Linked DNA regions of Mus musculus: region 1 is linked to region 2. A link is a contact called in public HiChIP or PLAC-seq data. All regions are on one chromosome and are shown on one strand. Each heading gives the region's core, a stretch centred on a gene start, on an enhancer-like site or on the middle of the called end of the contact. The rest is flanking DNA. Distances are from core to core; before and after follow the strand shown.

Region 1 (6,473 bases), core at 2,885-5,384, 320 kb after region 2:
GAAACCTGCCTCTGAGCCCATCTTCCCCACAGCAAGAGGTCTGCCTGTAAGACCTCCTTCCGCAGGCCCTGGGATGGAAGAGCACATACCAATGCAAAGCTGGGAGGCAGGACCCAGATTCTCAGGTCCTGTCCCAGCAGGCAGCCTGCTCTGGGTGAACACTGAAGAGTTTGAGCCATGGACTCAAAGCCGATGCTTATATGGGAGCTCAGAGTCCAATTCCCTCACTGAGATGCAGGCAGCAGAGCACAGTGGTTGGCTGTGTGTGGGGCAAGATGTAAATGAAGACCTAAGCTCAACCTGCCCGGATGCAAGGTAGCTCTGCATTTGGGGGTGGTCAGGGCTCTTTATTCATGTAAGAGCTCAAGTATCACAAAGGCAGGGTAGAGAATGGAAGGGCATTGCAGCCTCCTGAGTTTTAAATGAGAATTCAATTCCACTGCTGAATGCAAACCTGCTCTCTTTGCTGTAGCTCCATATAAAGACATCTGCTTGAAGGGCTCAGTGTGCCAGCTCTCTACCAAAGTCCCTGTGTGGGATGAGGGCCAGCCACCCCCAGGTCTAGGCTGCCCCTCCATCTGTTTTCTGGAAAGACATGAGCTCTATTCTGCAGGTGAGAGGCCAGATGCAAGAAAAGGGGTGCAGAGACTATAGAAGACTAATGACCTGGGTTCTCTGACACCCTACAGCGAGGGAATCCCCAAAAACAGACAACCCAGCACAGGGAGGTTATTATGAACAGAGCAACTTGAGAAAGCTTTGCAGTTTCTGACACCAGTAACAACTGCTGTGAGGAAGGACAGGGACAAAGCCCCTGACAGGTGCATGATCCTAGGTGACACATCCAGGGTCACTATCTCACACCTTATGGTCATAAGAGTGATGGCCATGTGGGAAGCCCAAGCCCCCAAACTTCCTAATTATTCTCCAGAGTCTGCATGATGCAAGCCCATGAGCCATGGTAGCTTTGGGAAAACCCTCAGTGAAAAGGAGGTTGGCACAGACCATCTCAGAAGAGGGCTCCAGTCCCTACTCTAGTCTATGCTCAGTTGGTTTCACCCTCAAGATGCCCTTCAAATTCCTATCAGAGCCGTTCCGCTTCCTAGGGCCCCAGGACTGTCACTCTGCTTAGAGTTAGAAGGACCTGGCACCCTGGGGTTCCTGACTTCAGAAGAGGACACATAGTAGGTAACAGGACTCAAGTGAAGCACCTGCTGAGACAAAATCCACCAGGGCTAGTCAGGAAAGTGCTTGCAGCACGAGAGAAGGACCCAGGCACGGTGGGATACACCTCCTAGTACCTGGAAAGCAGTCAGGAGGATCTCTGTGAGTTTGAAGCAAGCCTAGTCTACATAGTGAGTTTCAGGATAGCGGGGGATACATAGAGAGGATCTGTGTCTCAAAATAAAAAAGGGGGTGTAAGAGGCATTGGGGTACAAAGCATAGGCTTGCAATCCCAGCCCTGGAGAAGGGGAGAAAGGATCCCTGGAGCTCACTGGCCAGTCTAACCAGGACAGCAAGTTTCAGCTTGAGTGACAGACCCTGCCTTAAAAAATACAGTAGACACATACTTGAGTCATAGGACAGAGAAAAACCAAGCTGGTACCAAGGTGAAAGCTTCATTCCTAGTGAGCAGCCTTCATAGCACATGAAGGTAGGTGCCGTGCAAGCTACCAGACAGCTAAGCAACCCATAGTCTTACTGAGCTGTAAAACCTTCTGTCTACAACAACCTGCCTAGCAAGAGATGCTCCCTGGGCAACAGCAGTACAAGTGTTACAGTGTAACAAATGACCTTCTAATTGACTTAAGGCCCACCACACAGATGCAGTTATACCTTATGCTGTTAGCTAGATCAAGAATCCTGAAGGAGAATCTACTACTATCGTTCTGCTGAAGTATCTAGTATTAAATTGCCCCATAAGTACTTATCTTCATACTCATCCCTCAATCTTCATCAAAGAGACTTCTTTGTATGGTAGACAGCCATTAATACAGAAACCTGTAACTAGTTGGTGTACAAAAAATAAGAGACTGAAGCACTCAGCCTTAAACGGGACATCTGTATCAAAAGCCATCCACCAAGGTTCAGGGGTCACTGTGAAAGAGGGTCTAGAGAGTTCCTAAGAGCCAGAGGTCACAGGTACCTGCTGTGAAGCAGTATTCTCTAGACATGGCAGGGCCACTGCACCTAGGCACTCAGAGATTCTCGCTGCATGGATAAGACTTATTCAAGAGCAAGCCAGTGGAAATCCCAACATGGGCGGCAGAGGGCTTGGGGAAGGGAGCAGAATGAAAGGTACCCATGTTCCAGTAGGTGGCCCGACACCTATGCACACATTGGCAGTAAGTGGACTCTGTAGGTTGAAAGAAAGGACACTGGAAGTTGGGAGAGGATAGTGAGGGGGAGCTGGAAGGAAATGGAATATTTGGTCAAAATACATATGTGAAATTCTCTAACAATTAAAAAAAGGAAAGAAAAGAAGGTGGAGCATGATTGAGGAAGACATCTGACCTCAAGCTCTGCCCTTCACATACATGTATATAAGTATGATTATGCACACACCAAAGAAAGGAAAAGTAGAGGAAGGAAGGGAACAAAAACCAACTGTGAACCAGGGGTGCAGCCATAGCCACCTCCTGACACATCACCCCAGGTGCACATCACATCCCCAATGCTCTCAAGGCTTTGGGTTCTGCTAAATCAACTCCAAAGCAGGCACTTGAGATGAGCCCTATCTACACAACCTGGAAGAAAGGCCCAAAGGCACTGTGAGAAACAGCAGAGAGCACTGGTTGGGCCAAGCCACTCCCTGCTGTACATGTAGCTGCCTGTGTGCATGTGTGGTGTCTGCTCCAGCAAGCATTTCATCTCCACGCTCTACATCCCACTGCCTCCAGCCCTGCTCTGGCACATGACAGGCACAGGGATGACACTAGCCAACACAGAACATCTATCTCCCATCCTGTCCCATGGAAAGATGAGACCATCCACTCCAAGCAGACAGTCATCAGTACCCCAAGAAGACCCTCCTGCAACTTTATAAGTGGCAAAGAAACACAAGAGCTACTTCCCCAGCCTCACAGGTCCTGAAGCCCTGCTTCCCACTGGCAGGCACAAATGGGCCGCCCCAGGGCCTTGCCAGAGGCAACAGCCAAGCACCACAGCACACCCCTCATCACACTCGCCCCCAGTGTTTACTAAAAGCCTACTGCTCAGAAGACCAGCCCCTCCCTTAGGTACCAAATCATCAAACTTATGAGCTAGCTGACACAAAACCTTCACAATCTCCAGAACAGAAAACAGCCGGAGACTCTGTTAGGAATGAGTGAATATGTAAGGCCCCTGAGACCACTGGTAGGAAAAGCCCGCCACAAACACATAAGCCAGCAGGGTCCCTCCCTCTCCAGAACACAGGCCCCAACATAAGCAGCTGTGAGCAATAAGCCAACTGAAGCCCAGGAACAGACCACACTGCAGGTATGACTCTCCCTCTTTCACAGCTAGGCCTCAACTAAAAGCCAGCCATTAAGGACATCAAGACACCCAGCAGCTCGCTAACCTTCCAAGCACTGGAAGCTCTGGATATCCATCAACAAGACACCAGGGTCATTACAAACATTGAGCAGAGAAAGGTTAGCGGAGTGTGGGGCTGGGTTGGCCAATTTGCTCCCATCTTGGAAGTGAGTCTACCCACTCACTCTCCCCAAAGTCCCCCTAATTGGCCTGCACATCGGGGAAGCTAGTCCCCAGAACGTGTCATCTGGCTGGCCTAGAGATGCTTCAGCAAAGCCGAGGTCAGCACTTGCTGGCTTCCAACTCTGATTTGAGGTCAGCAGTTTGAAGTGGGAAGATGTCCGGCCTCCCAGGGCCCACACCACAGCACTTCTCAATGCCATTCAGCACACACACACACACACACACACACACACACACACACACTCTGACAGGTATAATGACCACCCAGAGGGATCTGAAACAAGGCCAGGTTCAGGCACAAAAGTGACAGAGTCAGATGCCAAGTAGCAGAGGCATTCAGCCACTGGCAAATTATTCCCTACACAGAACACAGGCCTGACTACAGAGGGTCCAACACTCACTCTGAGCCTGCTTAATAAGCCTCTTGCTTCCATCTGAATTGCTAAGTATAGTGTTTAAAAAGCCAAGCAGTAAAGTCGCCTGCTCTCCTCGCTCTGTTGTGACTCACTCTGCATCTCTGCTTGAACCTTCGAAAGCATACTCACCCAATTAAGCCATGGGCTCCCATTCCCTGACGGAAATGTGTAGAAATACAGCTTTTCAAAGGGCAATTTGGCATCAGCTATCAATTCTAAACACACAGTTTCTTTTGAACCAAGGAAAAAAAAGCCAAACACGCCTTTAGGAATTTATCTAAGCAATGCTAATGCTGTTTACTTAGGGGAAACAAAGTAATTGTCCCTCAGCATGGAGAAATCAGTCTGTCCATAGCATGCAGGACTGGGGAGTGACTCAAGCACTCGATCTGGTGCAGGTATAGTGCAAAGATTAGCTGACAGACACAGGACGTGGCTCAGGTGGACGAGTGTTGAGTACTTGCCTGGTGCCTTAGCTAGGTACTACTGCTGTGATAAATACCATGACCAAGACCAAGGGTTTATTGATCACAGTCCATCATCCAGGCAAGTCAGGGAAGAGGCTCAAGGCATGAACCTGGAAGTAAGAACCGAATGAAGTAGAGACCATGGAGGAATGCTGCTTATTGGATTGCTCCTCACGGCTTGCTCTGCCTGCTTTCTTATACCAACTAGGACTACCTGCCCAGGGTGGTACTGCCCCAAGTCAGCTGGGCCCCAAGACATCAATCATTAACCAAGAAAAGGCATCATAGGCCAACCTGTGGGGTTAATGAAGAAGCCTTTCTTAACTGAGATTTCCTCTTCCCAGATGACTGTAGCTGGGTCAAGCTGACATAAAACTAGCCAGCACACCCAGTGTGCCCTAAGACCTTGGTTCCACTCCCAGCACTATATAAAGTGGACCTAGAGGTGAATGCCTAAAATCTTAGTACTGAGGAAGTGGAAACAGCAAGACCAAGAGTTCAGGATCAGCTACTCAGTGAGCCGGAGGCTAGCCTGAGCTACATGAGTCTCAAAAACACAAACCAAACAAGGATGGACAGGCACAATAAAGGTGTTTCTGCATTCTCTGAGCACAGCTAGCAAATTAACCCAAGGGGCTTCTGGGAACCTCACCTTGGTGCCAGTCTTTGGAATTTGGTGACAACCTAGGATTGAGAACAGGCAGCCTAGTAGGCCAATCATTTAGGTCTGAGGTCTCAACCTGTGGGATCCAACCCGGACTCTGACAGTGTCTGAGCTGGATTGTAGGACGCCCAGCTGGCATCTACTGGAGAACTGCTTGCTGTGCAGAAAAAAAACAAACCATCTGGTGTCAGGGTGCGGGGCCGAGCAGGCGCCTGGGAGCAAAGAGGGAAGGGTCTATTTTCTCCTCCCCTGTCTCTTACCACGTCCTGCCATTATTAGGTCATCCATAATTACTGACAGCTGCATCTTAATGTTTGCAAAGCACAGATCTTGGACATGCTGTGTTAAATTTATCCCTCAGTGCTGCACTGTTTTGATGCTACTATACACGCCGTGTCCTTCCCACAGGTCACCACGGTACTCAGAAATACCGTCTATTCTTGTCAACTGTCACCCGTTCTAGGACCCTGCAGACCTGGCTGATGGGTCCAAAGAGCTTTTTATTGATACTTTGGAAGCCCTACAAGATTATGTTGTCTCCAGATAGTTTTTTCCTATCCAGGCCACACATCCTGATTTCTGCAGGGAGGGGACATATGTGCATGTGTACACACCCATATGCATGTGTGCAGAGGCTGTCCAAGTGTCCTGCTCTGTCATTCTCTGCTTTATTCTCTTGGGATGGGGTCTCTCTCTGAACTCTGCCCCTCACAGTGCTAGGGATACAGGTTACAGGCACAGGCAGCCATGCTTGGTTCTTCACATGGGTATTGATGACCAGAAGGAACTCAGGTCAAGCATACTTACCCAAGGAAGCATCTACTCACTCCCAGGATGACCTGCTCTGTAATTAGTCACACAGGTGAGGAAATTCAACAGGAAGGTAAGAACATGTGGCCTCATCCCCATGAGGGGCAGCATCTACAGTGTGAGCACGATGCTGAGAACACATGCCTCATCCCTAGCATAAGGGTCACCAGCGTTGGATCCGCCGCAGTTGTTTCCAGGTGCCTTCTCTCTGGTTCCCTTCTTTCTGAGCTTTCAGAATGTTCTCAATCAAAACCATCCTGCCAGCCTCTCTCCACAGCCACACCATCGTGCAGGCTGTTTCTGTCTGCAGTCATTTACTCTCCATACTGAAAGCCCTTTCCCACAGTCTGCCCCAAGAGACCAAGGTCAAGATGTCATCACTCTCCATGCTCCTCATGACAACACTGTGCCAACCCC
Region 2 (7,206 bases), core at 759-3,258:
AGATGGGGGTATAGAAGTGGATGACAAAGAGAGATGCAGACCAGGGGGAATATGAATACGTGAGCTATGGAATGAGTGAGTGCATGGATGGAGGAGCTTGCATCCCATCCATCTCCCACTGGGACACTCACCCATCTAGGGCATATGTTCTGTTCCCCTGATAACGACTCCCCATGGTGGTCCCCTGGCCTCAGCACTCTGGGCTCCTCTTTCACCTAATTCTGTGTCCATGGCTCCGGGTGTCATGGGCCTGTCCTCTCAACCTGCCCTTGACCTAGACAGGAAGGGCCGATTCACTGTGACCCACAATGGGCCTTTCTTTCTGAGTCTCAGTTTCCCTGATCCTAAGCATGGAAGGAAACTTTTGCAGCCCGTGAGGCTGAGGTTGTGGGAGTCCCTGTAAGGCAGAGGCAACGTGAGAGGTGGATTCATCTTTCCTTACTTGAGGGACTGCTGACCAAGGTAGAGGGGACAGTCACGGAGTCCTGCCCATCCTGAAGACCCCGTCGCTGCTGACAAGCTTGGGTGTAGGATGGCAGACAACTATAGGAAGACTCAGATGGCCAGACCATGGCTGGCAGCAGGGTTCCTCGTACTCTGCCCTCATACAGCAGACCACCATCTGGCAGGCTCGGTCCAATGGGAGGTGATGGGGAGAGGGGGCTGTTTCCTATACTGAATCATAGCATAAACGGCTAGACTGCCGTGCATGGCGTGACGTGGTGACAAAGGAGTATGAAGGAGGCCAGAGGGGACAAAAGAGGACCTGGGGGTCCCCACTTAGCCTGTCCCATGTGTGTAGGTGAGCACAGGCATGCGTGCCTAGGAGGACAGAGGATTGCAAATGTCCGAGTGCACACCTGCAATTGTGTGCGTAGGAGGCTAGCACTCTGCAAGAGACACCGAGGCGCCTCTTTGGGCCTGTAATCCTTCTTAACTCGACTTTCAGTTATTTTGAGCAAGAGATTACAGCTGATTAAGATCTCTTGCCAGGCGCCACCCATCCCGGAGGCTGGGACAGAAAGGCTCTGCCCACCCGGGCCAGGGTGCTCAAGACAGACTCTACCAGCTCCGGCTTGAGCTTTCCTGTGCAGGGGAGGATCATGCCACCCCACTGTCCTATGTCCCCTTTCCAGCTCCGGTGCACAAGGCTCAAGCAGACCCTAAGCAACTGCACCCCAAGGTAGTACTTGGGTTCCTCTGGACCTCCAATCTGTCCACTTCATCTCTCTCTGTCAGAAATGGATTCCCTTGGGAGCCAGGTTCTGCTTATAGTGTTTGCAAAAAGGAAAAAAATATATATATATTCCCTCATTTTTGTCGCCTCAGTGCTGCCTAGTTTCAGCTGTCAATATTGGTGAAATACACTCTGCTGGCTGCTGGCCAGGCCACTGAGCAGTGACGGAGGCTGCTGTAAATCCCTGTATTAACAAGCTAACACTCATTTCTCCGTCCCACAAGTGGGCAGGGTGGGGAGCATGGTGTGAAGGACCCCAGTTCTACCATGAGGTCTCTTCCTGTCACCCCACAGTCCTATTCACATGTCATCTGGGCTCTGAGAATTGGGGAAGGGCACGGTCCTGGTGTACATGGCCAAGGGTGACATGAGGTAGAGAGGCCCAAGCATGTATGCAAATTTGGGGTGTGAGGTGTAGAGAGGTGGCCCTAGCCCTGGGAACCGGGTGATGTTTTTGTTAAGCTTAGAAATGACTTCTTTTTTGTTGTTGTTTTTAAATATTTTACATTTCTTTATTAATTGTATTTGTGTGGGGGCGTGGTCAGAGGACAACTTGTAGGAGCTGAATGGCTCCTTCCGCCATGTGGGCCCTGGGGATTGAACTCCGGTCATCAGGCTTGGCAGCAATCCCATTGATTTGCTGAGTCATCTTGCTGTCTCCCTCCATCCCAGAAGAACTTGGTAGAGCAGGCTGTTCCTCCTCCACTGCTACTCGGGGACAGCTTCAAGTCCTGCGTGCCACGTGGATGAATGGCCTCAGAGTTCAGCTAGCTGATTCATGAGGATGGTTCACTGGGCCACATGGCAGGAGCGTGCCAGGCCACTTCCCTGCCTGCCTCTTCTAGGGCAGAAAAAAGGTGATCTGCCTCAGGCCCGCGCATTGGCTGGGTGTTCGGCACCCCCTGCAGGCAGTTCTGAAGGTGCTGTGGCTGTCCCTTCTTGGGGAGAAGTGACTTCGAAGCGGTCCAAGGGGGCCGGGCAGAGAGCCAATAACTCAAAGAGATGGATGCCCTGCCCTTAGCCAGCTCTGCCACTCATTGCCTAAAGAACTCTGAGTCTCTTCTCTAGGCTGTTTCCCTGCGGATCTGAGGCTGTGCCTCCGTAACTGTGATACCTCTAAGCTGGCCACTCAAGGGGACATCTTGTCCACGTTGTACATGAAGAAACTGGACCTGAGGGAGGTCTGCTTTTCTTGATGATCTCAGACTCTCTCAGCCCAGCCTGATGATCTGGGACAAGCATGATGGTTTCTGTTTCACAGCAGACAGTGGTGGGTGGCTCAGCGGAATTCTTCAGTCAGTCACCCAGTGACTTTGGATGTGGTTTTTTTCTGTGACTTACTCTCTTCTCTTTTCTCTTGCAGCAGAGAGTACTTCAGGCAGAGGAACCGGGCGAAGCCACCAGGATACACAGGCCCATGGGAAAACAGGCTGTGGCCACCTTGGGACCGGGGAGGACGACAAAGGGCGGCGGGCAGTGAGGGAGCCATTCTCCCTCCCGACACCTGCGTCATGCAGCTTGGGACAGGACATCTCTGACAGTGCAGGCAGTGATCCATCCCACCCCTAAGTCCCCTGGGGGGGCCCACTGCCCAGCCCTCCCCCCATCCCCACAGGCAGTGTCCCGAGATGGCTGGGCACGGGTGGGGTACAGCGTGGGTACTTGTGGCAGCCGCCACGTTACTGCACGCGGGTGGGCTGGCCCAAGGTGACTGCTGGCTGATTGAGGGTGACAAAGGCTTCGTGTGGTTGGCCATCTGCAGCCAGAACCAGCCACCCTATGAGGCCATCCCCCAACAGATCAACAACACCATCGTGGACCTGCGGCTTAACGAGAACCGTATCCGCAGCGTGCAGTACGCCTCCCTGAGCCGCTTCGGAAACCTCACATACCTCAACCTCACCAAGAACGAGATCGGCTACATCGAGGACGGGGCCTTCTCCGGCCAGTTCAACCTCCAGGTGCTGCAGCTGGGCTACAACCGGCTGCGCAACCTCACGGAGGGCATGCTGCGGGGCCTGAGCAAGCTCGAGTACCTGTACCTACAGGCCAACCTCATCGAGGTGGTGATGGCCAGCGCCTTCTGGGAGTGTCCCAACATCGTCAACATAGATCTCTCCATGAATCGCATCCAGCAGCTGGGCAGCGGCACCTTCGCAGGCCTGACCAAGCTCTCGGTGTGTGAGATCTACAGCAACCCTTTCTACTGCTCCTGTGAGCTGCTGGGTTTCCTGCGCTGGCTGGCTGCCTTCACCAACGCCACACAGACCCATGACCGGGTGCAGTGTGAGTCTCCTCCTGTCTACGCAGGCTACTTCCTCCTGGGCCAGGGCCGCCACGGCCACCAACGTAGCATCCTTAGCAAGCTTCAGTCTGTGTGCACAGAGGGCTCCTACACTGCTGAGGTGCTTGGCCCACCCCGTCCGGTGCCAGGCCGGTCACAGCCGGGACATTCGCCACCTCCGCCTCCACCAGAGCCTAGTGACATGCCCTGCGCTGATGACGAGTGCTTCTCCGGAGATGGCACCACGCCGCTGGTGATCCTGACTACGCTGGTCCCTCAGACAGAGGCCCGTCCCTCCATGAAGGTCAAGCAGCTGACCCAAAATTCGGCCACCATCATGGTGCAGCTGCCGAGCCCGTTCAACCGCATGTACACGCTGGAGCAGTACAATAACAGCAAATCGTTCACCGTGTCCAAGCTGACCCAGCCTCAGGAGGAGATCCGCCTCACCAATCTTTACACACTCACCAACTACACATACTGCGTGGTCTCTACCAGCTCCGGCACCCATCATAACCACACCTGCCTTACCATCTGCCTGCCCAAGCCGCCCAGCCCACCGGGCCCCGTGCCCAGCCCCTCCACAGCCACCCACTACATCATGACCATCCTGGGCTGCCTCTTTGGTATGGTACTGGTTCTGGGCGCTGTCTATTACTGCCTGCGCAAGCGGAGGCGACAAGAGGAGAAACACAAGAAGGCTGTGGCAGCGGCAGCTGGCAGCTTGAAAAAAACCATCATCGAGCTTAAGTATGGTCCTGAGATTGAGGCGCCTGGCCTGGCTCCCCTGACCCAGGGTCCGCTGCTTGGCCCTGAGGCTGTGACTCGAATACCCTACCTGCCAGCCGCCACCAGTGACGTGGAGCAGTATAAGCTGGTGGAGAGCAGCGAGACCCCCAAGGCCACCAAGGGGAACTACATTGAAGTGCGCACGGGGGAGCCGCAGGAGCGCAGAGGCTGTGAGCTGAGCCGGCCAGGTGAACCCCAGAGCTCAGTAGCGGAGATCTCCACCATTGCCAAGGAAGTGGACAGAGTCAACCAGATCATTAACAACTGCATCGACGCCCTCAAGTCCGAGTCCACCTCCTTCCAGGGCGCCAAATCAGGGGCCGTGTCTGCGGCTGAGCCGCAGCTGGTGCTGCTGTCCGAGCCTCTGGCCAGCAAGCACAGCTTCCTGTCCCCTGTATACAAAGATGCCTTTGGCCATGGTGGCCTGCAGCGGCACCACAGTGTGGAGGCTGCGCCCGGGCCCCCGAGGGCCAGCACTTCATCCAGCGGTTCTGCACGCAGCCCTCGCACCTTCCGGGCTGAGGCCACCGGCACACATAAGGCCCCAGCCACCGAGACCAAGTACATTGAAAAAAGCTCACCTGTGCCCGAGACCATCCTCACTGTGACACCCGCGGCCACTGTGCTGCGGGCGGAGGCCGACAAGAGTCGCCAGTACGGCGAGCATCGGCACTCATACCCCGGCTCTCACCCTGCCGAGCCACCTGCCCCTCCACCACCTCCACCCACTCACGAGGGCTTGGGTGGCCGCAAGGCATCCATCCTGGAGCCTCTGACCCGGCCACGACCCCGAGACCTCGTCTACTCGCAGCTGTCCCCACAGTACCACAACCTGAGCTATTCATCCAGCCCCGAGTACACCTGCAGGGCATCCCCAAGCATCTGGGAGCGTCTCAGACTGAGCCGACGGAGACACAAGGATGATGCGGAGTTCATGGCGGCTGGCCACGCCCTGCGCAAGAAGGTTCAGTTTGCCAAAGACGAGGACCTGCATGACATCCTAGACTACTGGAAAGGCGTGTCTGCCCAGCACAAGTCCTGAACCTCCCTCCACCCTTTGGCAGGGCCCAAGGAAGCCTGGCCCTGTCCTCTCCGAAACTCGTGATGCCCATTGGACCAAAAAGGATAGACCACCCACAGCAGCTATCCCTGACTGAGACTTAACACTAAATCCAACATATGTGCACAACCAGGGGCCGCTGCATACAGCACCTGGCCCACAGGGACAGCTTGGGGAGGCCGCAGGTGGCCGAGACAGTAGATATACTAACTTCCATGTAAACTGTAATGTGCCTGCTGCCTGGTGCAAGCAAGCAAGACACACACACACACACACACACACACACACACACACTCACACACTCACATACTCACATACACTCACACATTCACACACTTACACTCACACATACATTCACACACACAAATGCACACACATGCATGTGCGCGTGCACACACAAACATTTGCACACACTCACACATGCACATGCACACACATGCACACATGGGACTTCGGAAAACTGTGTCTTACGGGTGGGGGTGGGGGAGGGGAAGTTTTTCCATTATCTTTCCTGTTTTGAGTCTTCTCTTCCTTTTCCTTCTTCTCTCTCTTTATTTTCTTCCTTTTTAAAAAATATATATATAAAAGTGAAAATCTTTAAAAAAAATAAAAGAGAGAGAAAGAAGAAAGAACTAAATCACCTAGCGTGGGGCATGTGACCAAGTCTAGCCAGCTTCATGGCACCCCCTAAATATGATCTCCCAGGCTGTGGAGTGCAGAGGGGTGGAGCATCTGGAGCCTGTGAGACTCTAGTGGGGAGGTGAAGACTGTGCCTGGGGACCAGTCAGGGTGGCAAGAGGGGTGCAGGCTGGGAAACATTGTGTGGTCCCTCCACCTCGACCCCATCTTTATTGTACACTGTAGCTGTTCTATTGTACAGAAAAAAAAATCTATATTTGCAAAGTTTGCTGTAAAATGAGAGAGAGAAAAAAAGACTATGTCTACTAAAAAAAATCTGCAAAGGAAAAAAAATCCAAATACATGTGTTCTGTGGGTTTTTACTGGGGTAGTAGTGGTGGTTCAGGGTCCCATTTAGGCAAGCAATTGTGGATCGTGGCTTTGATGGGCTCAGTGGGAGCCTATGGGAAAAGTTGTGGCTCACACTGGGCAAGGAAGTGTCCAGCCTCTTTGAGGGCAGGAACAAGTGTGAATGGGTCAGAAGCTAGAGGCAGGAGGAGGCTGAGGAGGGTGTGGCTATGCCAGGGCCTGTGTGCAGACCTAGTAGCTGAGGGGTGGGGACAAACAGGGACAAACAGGGGCTCCTCTGAACATGGTGGTCATGGTGGAATTGGTTAGGGTGCAATGGTTACAGGGTGTGTCTGTGTGCCCTTCTATACCCAGAGCACCGCCCACATGGAGACGCCTCCTTTCCCTACAACACAAAGCCAGCCTTCATTCTCCCACCACCAGCCCTTGCCTCTCACCCCATTCTCTCTCATGTGGCCTTCTCTGGGTGGTCCCATCCACGGGGGGTGTGGGGGGAGGTGAGTAGCTTTGGTCTTTCTAGAACTGATAGAAGTAAGTCCTGCTCCGAGGCTAACCTCAGTACTTCCTGTTACTGAGACTGCAGTCACCTGTTATCAAGAACATACACCATCTACGTCCCTCTAGCCCAGTGCTGTGATCACCACACCCAAGGCTGGTATCTTCCAGAGAGGTTTAATGCTGTATTGGGAAGGTACACCTTGTTCCTTCATACCCATGGAACCCCGAGGCTATTCTCCCACCTGAGCAGCCAGGAGGCATGTCTCCCAACCAATGTTCCCAAACTGGTTTGAGGACCTTCCCCTCATTCCCCTTAAGGCCCTAGGACTGAGGGCTCCCCGCCCATGGAAA

What was found. HiChIP or PLAC-seq counts read pairs in DNA pulled down with a chosen protein or histone mark.
Region 1: an H3K27ac HiChIP or PLAC-seq map of SST interneurons shows a contact between it and region 2, with 5 times the contacts expected there. The contact joins two enhancer-like sites. A contact is called at or near these places in 3 of 15 datasets of contacts at CTCF or cohesin (large pre-B cells, pro-B cells and stem cell-derived epiblast-like cells), 10 of 484 Hi-C or Micro-C datasets (the C2C12 cell line, CD4 T cells, DN3 thymocytes and 6 more), 3 of 115 datasets of contacts at active chromatin or transcription factors (SST interneurons, VIP interneurons and embryonic stem cells) and 1 of 9 other capture datasets (embryonic stem cells).

The regions. Positions count from the first base shown.
Region 1 is chr5:140,284,462-140,290,934 of GRCm38.p6, forward strand. The region is part of intron 9 of Mad1l1 (MAD1 mitotic arrest deficient 1-like 1); the gene reads right to left. Among named protein-coding and RNA genes, the nearest start is that of Mad1l1, 34 kb to the right of the region's middle. Within about 2 kb of position 4,135, at least 14 of the 459 cell types and tissues checked have an H3K27ac peak or open chromatin away from gene starts, as enhancers often do. A contact at or near this core is called in SST interneurons, where this site is marked.
Region 2 is chr5:139,968,378-139,975,583 of GRCm38.p6, forward strand. Elfn1 (leucine rich repeat and fibronectin type III, extracellular 1) reads left to right here. Exons shown (of 2, transcript NM_001384186.1): 2 at 2,601-6,348. The coding sequence starts at 2,866. The coding sequence ends at 5,352. Among named protein-coding and RNA genes, the nearest start is that of Elfn1, 64 kb to the left of the region's middle. Within about 2 kb of position 2,009, at least 31 of the 459 cell types and tissues checked have an H3K27ac peak or open chromatin away from gene starts, as enhancers often do. A contact at or near this core is called in SST interneurons, where this site is marked.